Linked DNA regions of Canis lupus: region 1 is linked to region 2. The links are chromatin contacts, called in public Hi-C maps. All regions are on one chromosome and are shown on one strand. Each heading gives the region's core, a stretch centred on a gene start, on an enhancer-like site or on the middle of the called end of the contact. The rest is flanking DNA. Distances are from core to core; before and after follow the strand shown.

Region 1 (6,447 bases), core at 1,454-3,953, 170 kb after region 2:
GTGAAGTCCGGTTTTTATTACAATAAAATACCCTTCTGCATCAAGGCCGACTCCCACCCTCTATGATAGACCCCTACTTGGTACATAGTTGGTGCTGAGTAAATGCTGCTCTCATCTTTCTTCCTTCTTTCTTTCCCTCTCTCTCTTTTTTAAAAAAGATTTTATTTATTTATTCTTGAGAGACACAGAGACCCAGACAGAGGGAGAAGCAGGCTCCCTGCGGGGGAGCCCAAATGGGACTTGATCCCAGAACCCTGGGATCATGACCTGAGCCAAAGGCAGATGCTCAACCGCTGAGCCACCCAGGTGCCCCTCCTTTTCTCTTTCTTTCTCTCTACCCTGGGGCTGGCAAATAAGTTACAAACCACTTGCCAACTATAATTGGTGATGACAGCCTGACTGTCGGGTTGAGGAGAATTCTGAGGTTGAGTCTTTGCTCAAAACAAAAGAATGCTCTGCTTGCTCAGTGATGTCTGCCACAGGAAGGTGAGTAAGGGGTGGCAGCTTCCATGCCACGTGTTTGCCAAACCACAATGAAAATCTACAGCCTCCGGACAGCAAATAACTACACTGGGCAGCTATTAAACATGAATCCAAAGCTCCCTCCCACTTAAGACAAGGCAAGAAGGGCGGAGGAAGGGAATTTCTGCCCATCAAATCCCAACTCCCACCCTCAACACACACCACTTGTGAGTGACCTGGAGCTCCAGGCTGTGTGGATGGTGGAGGCATAAGCAGATAGGCAGGGAGGGTGTGTTTGTTTGGGGCCAAGGGTCAGGGGCAAATTCATATCTCCCCTCACTCAGCCTCTCAGCGCCTTATGCACGTGGCTCGTGCTCAGCGTGACCAGAGGTCTCTGCTCGCGTGTGCCTTATTGGAAGCAGTTGAAGAGGAATGCCTTCTCTCTCCTCAGATGTGTGTGTGGCTGAAGAGAGGGCTACAAAAATAGTCTGAAGGCAAGAGTTTCCATTCCTCTATGTCCCCAAAGCAGTTTCCTCTTGGACACAAACCTCCATCTTCCTTAAATTCCCAGATTGAGTAACTTCTTGGAAGGCTTTCTTGGTTTTTTTATTTTAAGATTATTTTTCCAGCTGTAATTTTTCTTGAATCTGGAATTTTGCTCTTTCTGCTTCAAACTTCATTGTAAATCCAAGTGTAAAATCAGACTTATAAATAGCCTTTGTGTACAGCAGGCGTTTGGGTGTGCCATGTTTTAACATTGAAATAGTCTCCCATTTAGATGACTCCATAATTCCTCTGCATCTCAGTTTACCTTCCCGCCCCAGAAATTAGAGGTAATCATTGGAAGGCCTTGGGCAGGCCTTCCTCTAGGAGGAGTTGATAAATTTAAGAGTGCCTTTAAGGCCAAAGAGAAGGAATGTTCAAAGGCATATAAAGGCAAATTTGGCTAGCTATTTGGATCTTTAGTAGTTTTGGCAAATACCGTATTTTGTTGAGTCAGTATCCTGTGGACCTAGAAATGGCTTCTAAAACTATCTGGTCAATTTTCCCTTGGGGAGTGGTTCTGTGAAAGGTCAATGATCCCTCATATGGGTCAGAGTAACTTTGTATTTTGTACAGAGGTCAAGATATTACTCATCATATGAAGGATATTACCTTTTGATGATTCTGGCCTATGTACATCTAGAAATTGCAGATTTGGGATGCCTAGGTGGCTCAGTTGGTTAAGTGTCTGCCTTAAACTCAGGTCATGATCCCAGGGTCCTAGGATCGAGCCTCGTGCCAGGCTCCCTGCTCAGCCAAGAGCCTGCTTCTCCCTCTTCCTCTGCCCTCCTCTGCTTGTGCTTACCTGCTCACTTGCTCTCTCTCAAATAAATACATACATACATACATATCTTTTAAAAAATAAATAAAAAATGAAGATCTGATTTTTTTCTTAACACACCAGTGAGACAAGGATCTCCAAGGAAATGGGTCCAGACTCTGGTGCTTTGTTTTGTGTTGCCTCAGCCAGATGACTTAGTGAGTCATTCATCATGCTTTCCCTATGGATTATTCACTGTTGTTTTTCATCATGTCTTTAAACCCAACTTCTGGGACACTTAGTTGGGTCTCTTCACCAGACTCTCTGGAGCCATATTAATTTCTACCTCAGAAACTTTGTTCCCACTTTGTTTTAGATCCCCCCAACCTGTCTCTTCCTCTATACCTAGTCCCCTATCCAGCCCAGCCTTCAAGATCCCATGGATATCAGCTCAATCAAGCCATCCTTGACTATTTGTCTAGTACCCTACAATTTCTCCCATTCCTGAACTCCTGCTGGGAACTTTGTCAATACTCAATCTTTGCACTTGATCTCAGATCTCCTGTACTTGTCCACATTTTTCTGGAAAGAAAAGATGCTGCCATGCTTTCTCTATATTTTCCAGAACGTGGAGCCCAGGTTGGGCCTGCCTCAAGCAACTCTGGATCTATGAATGGCTGAGACATCTTAATTGGGCCTACAGTTGACACATCTAAGAACACAGAGGTTCCCTTTATCTTTGTGGTGTTTGACCAGAGCTTGCCCCCAACCATACCCAATTACAGGAAAAATAGTGTTTGAAGTAGGAAGCTAGTTCTGTGAATCCACATTTCCTTTGTTGGGCAATGATCTAGCTGCATGTGGCATAACTTTTGCTGACACATAGTGTACTCATTTTTTAAATTTTTTCTTTTTGTGTCAGTAAAAAACTATTTCCATTCAAGTCTCAAGTGGTGAAGGAGGGTAGTGGTTCCTCTGTGACCTTGGACAAGTCATTTCATCACCTTCAGCTGCAGTTTCTCTTCTACAACTTTTCCAGCTCCAATGTTCAGCAAGTCTATGGTTTTGTGGCTGCTAAACCCTCCTCACATCTCATCAAAAAGATTTGTTCACATGACAAAGGGAAGGACTACCTTAGCTACCTCTCCATTTTCTGCTTTGGATCTGATGTTGACCGATGGAGTTAGGAGTGATGTTAATCATCAGTGGCCTGGCTGGGCCTTCTTTCTCTAGTGACTATAGCTCCTTGTATCCCACTAGCTAAGACTCAGAGCTCCCTTTCAGGGTGGTTGCTTTGACTTGTCCACTCAGGGGCATCTAGACAATCTGATTTGGGGGAAAATTGTTCTGCTAATCTTTCTCTCTACCATGATGTATATCCTCAGTAGCATAAACTGTTTTGCCTGTGGTTTTGCAACATTGGCCAAGCCATTTCTTCTGTTAGAGCCTTTGGAAAATTCACATGTTCTAGTGATTAATAAAGCAACTAATAAAGGCTTTAATAGATGCCCTTTCTCTTTCTTTTATGTAGTTGATTGCAACAACAAAACTGTCTACCATTGTTAGCCATAATTTTATGAGTTGTCTTTGGTGACTTATGTTTCTGCTGTTATCATTTTAGGTGTCACATCTTGAGGATAGATGTCTTGGGTAAGACATGACATGAGTTGATTTTCACGTGTTAAAAGTTGGCCCTTGTGCTAGACAGAAAGTAGAGGAAACTACTCTGTTATTAGGGTTTTCAAAAGAATGTTTACATCCCTGTATAGCTAGTTTGATTTCTGCCATGATGGAAGAGAGATCTAAGGTTAGAACCAATTAAGAAATATCTATTGTCTAATTGCTGCTATGTTTAATAAGCTACTTAAGACAGAAAAATTATTTTGTGGAATTTTAAAAAGTCATTTGACAAGATATCTTTTGGTCTTCTAAAGTACCTGCAGCATTTTCACCAAGAATGCATTATTCAGTGGGAAATGGCAGTGGGATTACTCCTTCTCGTTAAGTAGATTTGGTGTGTGATTTATGTGCTTATATTTCCATGCACACTCAGGGAAGCAATTCCCCTTTCAAATGAACAAAATAATGATGCCAAGAAAGAGAGAGAGAGAGAGAGAAGAAAGAAAAGAAAGGAAAATCAGAATTTCAGAAGAAAGTAAATTGCTTAGATTAGAACTGAAACCATGTGGGGCTCAGGAATCTTGTAATATCCTGTTCATTAAAAGTTCTTCAAATAAATGTGAACATATAGGAGAGAGAGAGAGAGAGAAGAGAAAGAGAGAAGTCTTGCATTTGGATTCAACAGCGTGTCAGCCTAATTATATTAGACAATGGTGAGCTCAGTAATTCCACTTTTGATCCATTGCTGTGTGAAGTTCATTATTATCTGTTTCAAATTATTGTTCATTTCAAGAGCCCTACAATGAAAAAGCATGTAAAGACTTTGAAAGAGCACTTGGTGCCTTCCCCGAAAGCTTTGTGAAACATTTCTTTGGAAACGTTTCTGCTGAGGCTGTGCATTGGTTGTGAGTGGGCGTAGGGGACGGGCGTCTGTGTTTCCCCTTTTCAAATTTGTTTACCTTAAGTACGTTTCCATGGAAACAAGGCCTGCTTTTGAGCTGGCTTTAAGGGTTGTCCACAAGAAGAAGGAACAGAAAAATATAGATAGCTAAAATTCTCATATAATCCAGAAAAGGTCATTCAAGGCAAGAGAAACTCAGATGTATCAAGCCTGTCTTAAGACTGATGGTTTAAAATAAGTTTTCTTATTTAACTCTGAGAGCTTGATGATATTATCTCTGTCTTACAGATGAGGGCCTTGAACTTCTGAACATTTACTCAAATAGTAAGTAACAAACGCAGATTTGAACCCAGGCCTGTCTGATTCTGAAACCCACGCTCTCTCTCTAAAACCATGTTGCCAATAGTTTCAACCTTCCTCCTACCTCCCTCAAGCATTTTCCAGAACCTTATAAAAATGGGCCACTCTTGATTTTACCTTCTTTGGGGTAAATAAAGTACTTGTGAGGAAAGAGATACTAGGAAAAAAGAAAAATAAGTGGCCTGAATATTCCAAGTATGAAATCATCAGCAGCAGCAGCAACATCATGAACACTTGCCCAAAATATTTCCAGAATCCTCGGCTGGTCCAGGAAAGCCTCATTTAGCTAACAATCCCTTGAGTAAGAAAGCCTCCATTTACCAAAGTATTGGCTATGCTCTGCTTTGAAGAGAAGACAAGGCCATGCCCTGGAAAGAGTCCTGCAGTGACATGGGTTCACATCTTGCCCCTCCAAATGGGAGCCCCTACAGGATCCTAAGAAGCTTCTTTGAGCGTCAGCTATAAACAGGGTATCTTGATGGAGCAGGATCTGGCCCTCAGCCATTTCGGCCAGTGGTGATAGGCAACGCCCTTTTTTATACTCATGATCTCTATCTCAGATACATACTAAGTTCAGTTTGTACAGAGCATTGACAAAGGCTATGAAAGAACTCACACTAAGGGAAGTGGTCTCGTGTGGAGAGATGGGCCCAGCAACCAGGCCTGAGTGTTGGAGAAGAAGTATGGCCCCAGTAATGTATTTATTGTGGCTGATATTAGAATTTGACCCCACCCAGGACTTAAAAAACTTTGACATAAATGCCATAGCCCTAGAGGTTGAGCAGCTGAGTGTGGGACCTTCTAACTCCTACTCCAATGGGCTGTAACACAAAAGGAACATTTTCCTATTTATTTTGGGGGTGACAAAATCTCTGGCATTGAGGTGCAGGTATTTTCAGCTCTAATGGTGATAGAGGTGGGACTGCCAACTTGGAGGGGCCTCTCCATGGAACACTGAGGACCTGAAGCCAAAAATCCTAGTTCTGTGAGCTTTGGGTAAGGAGACGACCAAAAGGGATCCTTGGACACAACTAAGTTTTCCCAGAGTTTTCCCAGCAATCTATAGCGAAGGCAATGCCTTAAATATTACGCTTCCTATAGTCAAAGAAGTAGGGTTTTACAGCCACTGGGATTTAGGGCGAGATGAGCATGAGACTGGACTACACTCACTACAAGTTACCTTTTAGGTTATTGGGATGATAAAGTGCAGTGCCAGGTGCAGAGTAGGCCTTCAATAAATGTTAGCTATTTTGAGCTGTCTGGGGCATAAGCAGGGATTGGCAAGGTAGGCAAGTTCCGGACACTGGGCAGAACTTCTCAATGCCACCCCAGATCTCAAGGGGCATCGAGCCAAACAGATCAGCTCCCAGGGTGCATTCTGAAAGGAACATTAGACACAGGAAGAGGAGAGAAGGTGTAAATCCAGAAACTGGCTGAAAGGACTTGGAGTGAGAGAGGCCAAGCTATAAGGCCTCCAGAGGGCAGGGCTGGTGGGAGCAGGAAAAGATGAGGGTGGGGTAGGGGATGGGAGAAATAAACCAAAGTCACACACTGACTTGGAGCCAAGCAGGGACTGGAACCTAATGGCTCTTTTCTCTTCCATTAACTTTTCCATTTCGACACAATTTAAGACTCACAGGAAAGTTGGCAAGCACAGCACAAAGAGTCCTCATACACCTCTCACTCCGATTTCCCAAATGTTAACATTCTACCTCTTTGCTTTCTTCTGTATAACCAGCTCTGACCTCTGGCACTGTCTACACCCATCCTCGTATCCTCATTCATGCTGTATTTTTTCTGA
Region 2 (6,633 bases), core at 188-2,687:
TCACACCCTGGCCAGAGTGGGCTGGCTCTCCTTGGCGACAAGAATGCCTATTGGCATCTCACCCTTAAAGTCACAGAATCATAGCATTTGGGCCCCAAAACAGACTTTAGAGTTCAGATGGCCCTTACTTACTTTACATTTTTCTGTAACATTATATTAGCATTCCCTGCTCCCATATAGGAAATATCCAAAAACCCCTAATTTAACTGACAATGCAGAACGTTTGTATGCTAGATGGCTGATAGAGGATGTCAAGACAAAGAAATAAGATCCAGCAGCTTATTTAAGGACTCTCACTGACAACTCCTGATATTCGAAGGATATTGTCCAGCAGACGGATTAATCATCCTGTTCATGTATACTCTCCAGTTTACATCCCTTAATTTGGTAAAGAAATTGGAGGACAGTTGGCCTGGACGGCATTTTCTTTAGCTTCTTGATCAAATGTTATTTACAAAAGTTAAAGGTGACCTCTGTTGATATACAGGGATGGTCCGAGAAGATCTTTCACACAAGCAAGATTGAAGATACTGACCAGAATGTCAAGTTGCGTTATCTCTACACAGATCCATGTGATAAATTCCCTCCCGAATTTAGCTTTAGGCAATAAGAACGTGGAGGCCGGCTCTTGTCAGAAAGTGAAACCTCTGTTGCCTATTATGTTTCTCTTTTCACCTTTGCTGCCAGAAAAATATGAACCAAATTTATTGCCAAGTGTAATCTGATAAACTCTGGTGCCTAAAAGTATTTACTCCTCCTGGTTTCTTAAATATTTCATTTGTAAATGGCCTCAAGTCACTGTTGAAGTCTCAAGTCTGGAGGCTGACAATGAAAATTTAAATGAGAAAAAAAAATGAGTGAGGACAACTGGTGGGTAACAAGGAAGGGTCAAACTTGCCAGTGACACTTGTCTGTGCAAAGCCTTTTGAGGCAGTAAAGAGATCTCGTGTTTTGTATCAGAAAATCTGGGCTTAATTCCCAGCTATACAACTTAACTTGCAGAATAACCTTACAAAAGTTACCTAAGCCTCCATTTCCTCATTTCTAAATGGGGATATTAATGCTGTTGATCCACTGGGTTGTTGTGACAACCAAATGAGAAAACAAGGGGAGATGCTTTCTCAATAGTGAGTCACTCTAGAAGTGTTCGTTGTTGTAACTTCCGTCCTCTATCTTGCAGTGCTGACCCGACCTCACCAGTACGTGATGTTTGAGGGAGTTTCAGAATAAGTCCACAAATTCACAAATAAACTTAGAAATTCTTTGATACTCCTCGTTTTAGGAGGTGGCGACTAATTTCTCTCCCCTGGAGTGAGGGCTGTATTTAACAACTTGTTTCTGGCAAATAGAGTGTGGCAGGAGTGACAGTGTGCGACTTGTGAGACTAGGTCATTAAAAGTGTTGTGGCTTCCTCTTTGCTCTCACTCTTAAATCACTCATTAAGGGGAAAGCCAACTGCTGTGTCATGAGGACACTCAAGCAGCCTTACACAGAGCTCCATGTGGTAAGCAACTGAAATCTTGCTAAGAGCCAAGCGAGCGCACCATCTTGGAAGCAGACCCTTTGGCCCCAGTCAAGTTTTCAGAATGCATCCTCCAGCCAACTTCTAGCCTATCGACTCCTGAGAGACCGTAAACTAGAACCATCTGGCTAAGGCTCCCCTGAATTCCTGACCTTCAGAAACTCTATAAAAGAAGATATATGTATTCTTGCTTAACTAAGCCCCTAAATTTGGGCTAACATTGGGGGTAAGGTGGGGCAATTTATCATTGGGGGTAAAGTGGGGCAATTTATCACACAGCAATAGATAACTGATAAAATGTTCCTAGTTACCTACCCGTTCTCTTGGAGAACACTATTGAGGACAAATAGCAGGTCTTATTTATTCTCCTCAGATGTTGTTATTAAAAGTAAGTCAAGTGCCTCAATATATTAGAATAAAAAAATAAATAAATAAAAATTAGAATCATTGCATTGGAAATCACCTCCGTGGGGAAGCCTGGGTGGCTCAGTGGTTGAGCATCTGCCTTTGGCTCGGGTCCTGATCCTGGGGTATTGGGATCCAGATTTGCATCAGGCTCCCCGCAGGGAGCCTGCTTCTCCCTCTGCCTATGTCTCCGCCTCTCTCTCTGTGTTTTTCATGAATAGATAAATAAAGTTAAAAAAAAAAAAAGAGGAAACCACCTCAGTGCCATGTGGGGCAATACACTCATTTTGCAAATGGGAGAACCAGGTAGCAGAGAGGTGAGCTCTTCAAGGACATTAAAATGAATAGCAAACATAGGGCTAGACCATTTCCTGGTCATCTTCCATTTGATATCATCTTTCTTTCTTTAATGATCTAAAGAGCTCCTTTATTTTTGAGCACAGATCGAAGAATGATGGAATGGTTCAAAATTGATACTTTCTATCTCCCATACCATTCTACTTTTTTTCCTTTGCCTTTTTCACCTGAAAAATGCCAATCAGTAGTTTTTAGTTTATGACATCATTTTCCAAAAGACTGGGTGGCCCTCAGATAAGGAAATTGCCCCAAATGAACATATGTTGATGTGAACACCTTCTGTTTGTAAGACACTGTACACACACACACACACACACAAAAAGACACTGTACAGGATCAAGGAAGATGAACTAAGCTCTTAAGTTTCTCACAATCTCACAATCAGAGGTACTAAGCACAGTTGGAACAATGAATTATGGGATATTGAAGGACAGAAGGATCCTATTTACAGTGTTCTGTAATCACTCCCCCAGAATAAGGTCCAAAGCAAGTCTTCAAAATTAATATGCCAGCACGAAAAAAATGTTTTAAGGAATTTTAGACTAAACTCTTCAATACACTCCTAGTGAGCAATTTTGCTCATGTAATTAATAAGCTTCTCTAAAACATCAGGTGCTGTGCTAGGCTCTGGGCATATATATAATCTATATTCAGGTAGGGATAGTTCAAGAATTTCTATGTAAAACAGAATTAAGGAAGTAGCGTATGGTTGGAAAATGGTGCTGGGGACTTGTCTGGAATCTGCATTTGGTAACATGCCATCTTTACATAGGGGTTTGGGGTGGGATTTGAAATTGATGGCGATCGTGAGCCATTTGGAGCCATTGCTATACATACACTATTGATGACATTATTGTCTTTGGCATCAACTCCTATCCCTCTCCCTTCTCCCACATTCTCTTTTCAAACTGTTGGAAGAACAAGGCTGTAATCTTTATTTGCTAAAATTTCAAGGCAGAGAAGTCTTGCAGAAGATTTTCTGAAATAATAGCAGGGATGGTACCAGTTTGAGGTAGATACAGCTGTTCCTACATGGGGGATGGATGAAATGGACTGGGGTCAGGATGATAAATGTTCATTATTGTTTTAAGTTGCTCGGTTCTGTTGGATGGCAAAAGGTAACTAAAAGAAGGTGGTAGATATTCCAGATCACCGGGCCCTGGCTGCCACCATGGTCGTGGTAGAGGTGTGGAGGCTTAGATTAGTTTTCTGGGAATGGGGCTGTTATGCAGGAGTGCAAAAATGCCTTGCCAGACACGAAGATACATGTTTGAAGGAACATTTAAATTTAACCCGTCCTAGAGATGGAAGTCATACAGTAGGCTTTCTCATGCCAAACAAAAGAGGAAAAAAATAGAGTTGATATGGACCAGATAAGATGCTTTGGGGTATTCTCAACATGGTAATGTCACTCTCTAATCAAATAACTGCTAGTCAGTTGCAAAACCAAAATTTATTTCCATAAGTAGGAAGCTGTGTGTTGGGGAATCGTAATTACAGTAAGGGCTAATAAGTGAAAGACAATTTTTAAGAATCCAGCAACACAACTGTTGAGGAAATACATCTGAGCTTGTTCTGATGAATGAGTGTGAGGACAGTAATCTCATGATTTGTAACTTTTTTTTGTCTTTACCCCTCGTCTCTCATTTTTGGATTTTGTAAGTAACATATCCTAATAATAAAATAAGTACTATTGAAAAGAACTTCCCAGTTTGAGAGGTGCTTTCAGTAATCATGACCTGATTGTATTCCATAATTTGGATACATTGATTAATTTAGATTTTGCGAGAAAATGGAGACTTGTGGGTTATATAAATGGCTGATATCATTTACTTTTAAGTTTTTGGGACGCCTTACCAAAACCCAAAAATCACCGTATTAAAAAGCTTATTTAAGTGCATTCTGTAGGAAAGAGGAGAAACTCAGTAGCTTCTGACTCCCTTTCCTTTAGAAAACCATGTAAGATATCTTTAATTAAAAAATAAGAGTTTAGGGATCCCTGGGTGGCTCAGCAGTTTAGCTCCTGACTTTTGCCCAGGGCATGATCCTGGAGTCTCTGGATCGAGTCCCACGTCGGGCTCCCTGCATGAGCCTGCTTCTCCCTCTGCCTGTGTCTCTGCCTCTCTCTCTCTCTATCATGAATAAATAAATAAAACCTTTAAAAAATAAATAAATAAAAAATAAAAATAAATAAAAAATAAGAGTTTATACTTCAAAATCAAAGTGGCAATAGTGTCTTGATTTCAACTAAATATTTCTTTCTGTTACAATATTAAACTACTATGAAATATATCAAGCTCATTTGATGTCATCATTTACATTTCTTAGATGCTCATTTGAATACAAAATGTGTCATTCCACTGTCTCTCTTTTTTAAGATTTTATTTATTTATTCACGAGAGACACGCAGAGAGAGAGGCAGAGACAAAGGCAGAGGGAGAAGCAGGCTCTCTGCAGGGAGCCCAATGCAGGACTCAATTCCAGGACCCTGGGATCACTCTTTGAGCCAAAGGCAGATGCTCAACCAATGAGCCACCCAGGCGTCCCCCACTCTTTTTCTCATGTACCAGTTTATTTTGTTTCTTTCTCAGATCATTTTGTTCCATGTTACCACATTTAATACTAATCTGGATATTGGAATTTGAGCACAATCTCAGAGTAGGTGGGGATTTTAACATGGTGCTGGCAGCTTATCCCAGAAGAAAGAAATGCACCGACGTGGTTATGTTCCTTTTCAAGGGTTTATTTCTCTTGGTGACCTGATTGTACTGTCCATAGCAAAATTCCTTTTTAGATGATTCATAGGCAAGATTTATATTAGCAAAAAGAAAAGGAGGATTAAGGATGGAGGGAGTTATTTACATCTTGTAGAATCCCTAGAAAATTTGATGGAACTATGACCCTTTCCCTAGATAAACACACACAGAAAGTTTGCATGATAATTTGTCAGGGGAGGCCCTCCGGGATCTAGATAATTTGGAAAGGATGAAGCACTTTGTTTGAAAGAGTTCTATGACTCAAATAGAAAGAGGATTATGATTTTTTAAAAAAAATATTTTATTTATTTATTCATGAGAGACACAGGGAGAGAGAGAGGCAGAGAGAGAAGCAGGCTCCATGTGGGGAGCCCAACGTGGGACTCGATCCCGGGTCTCCAGGATCACACCCCGGATTGAAGGCAGCGCTAAACCACTGAGCCACCCTGGCTGCCCAGAAAGAGGATTAAAGTAGAACAGAAGGGTTTTAAAAAATAACTTTATAAGTTCAAGACGAAGAACTGTTTAAATTAGCATAACTCTTTTGCTCCGACATCAAGAAATCAGAACTCCAGTGTCTATGATTATTTACATGTAGCCAGTTGAAGATGGATACACTTATTGGATAATCCCATCTTTCTGATTTGCCTATTCTGAAGAGATATATATATATACATCTTGCTTGTCTCCACCCCACCCCCAATGGCTGCTAAAAGCAACCCATAGAATATAAATCTTTTTCAAACACTGAATATTTTATAATTATGATAATAAACAAGTCAGAGAGAATTTTAAGATGATGTAGTAAAGTGGTTTCAAACATTTTTTTTTTTAAGCAATGGGACTCTCAGTAGTATCCTAAAATATAACAGATTAAACTGGCTTTTTTAGCATAAATTGTTTTTATATGTTAAAATGAAAACAACTCTTAATTATAATGTCATTCCAAGAGGCTGTTTTTGTTTAACACAAACATTTAGAAATAGGATCTAATGGAAAATAGTTACAGGCCCATCCTCCATTGTATTTCTGTATTTAGTTTGGGCTACTCAATAAATATTAAGGAAATTCTGATTCAGATATAAATGTAGTTGCAAACAGTCACAATTTTTAAATAGTCACCTTTCAATCTCAGGATATTCTTCAAATAAATAAAGAGGGGAGGAATACAAAAAAACTTGATAGCAAACAAACAAAAAAAAACTTGATAGCACATGGGAAGTCTCGAACTTACAAAAATTTAGCATAAAACTCATCTGAGTGTCCATTCGCTTTTTAAAAATTTTTATTGTGATAAAATATACTTAACATAAAATTTACCATTTTAATTATTAAGTGTGCAACCCCATGGCATTAAGTACATTCACAAGGTTGTACAACCATCACCAGAACTATTTCCAGAACCGTCTCATCCCAAACTGTATGTTTTTAATTCAAGGTTTTCCAGTCCATTTTTTTTTAAAGATTAATTTATTTATTTAAGGGAGGAAGGGGGCAGAGGAAGAGACTATCCAAGCAGACTCCCACTAAGTGAGGAGCCCGACTCAGGGCTTGATCTCACCACCCATGAGATGAGGACCTGAGCTAAAACCA

Evidence for each region. Hi-C and Micro-C count contacts between places; a contact is called where the count stands out from the background.
Region 1: a Hi-C map of blood shows a contact between it and region 2, with 2.2 times the contacts expected there. The contact joins two enhancer-like sites. A contact is called at or near these places in 2 of 9 Hi-C or Micro-C datasets (blood and liver).

The regions. Positions count from the first base shown.
Region 1 is chr3:84,958,083-84,964,529 of UU_Cfam_GSD_1.0, forward strand. No RefSeq gene overlaps it. Among named protein-coding and RNA genes, the nearest start is that of RBPJ, 80 kb to the left of the region's middle. Within about 2 kb of position 2,704, at least 1 of the 20 cell types and tissues checked has an H3K27ac peak or open chromatin away from gene starts, as enhancers often do. A contact at or near this core is called in blood, where this site is marked.
Region 2 is chr3:84,788,309-84,794,941 of UU_Cfam_GSD_1.0, forward strand. The region is part of intron 1 of RBPJ (recombining binding protein suppressor of hairless); the gene reads right to left. Among named protein-coding and RNA genes, the nearest start is that of RBPJ, 90 kb to the right of the region's middle. Within about 2 kb of position 1,438, at least 1 of the 20 cell types and tissues checked has an H3K27ac peak or open chromatin away from gene starts, as enhancers often do. A contact at or near this core is called in blood, where this site is marked.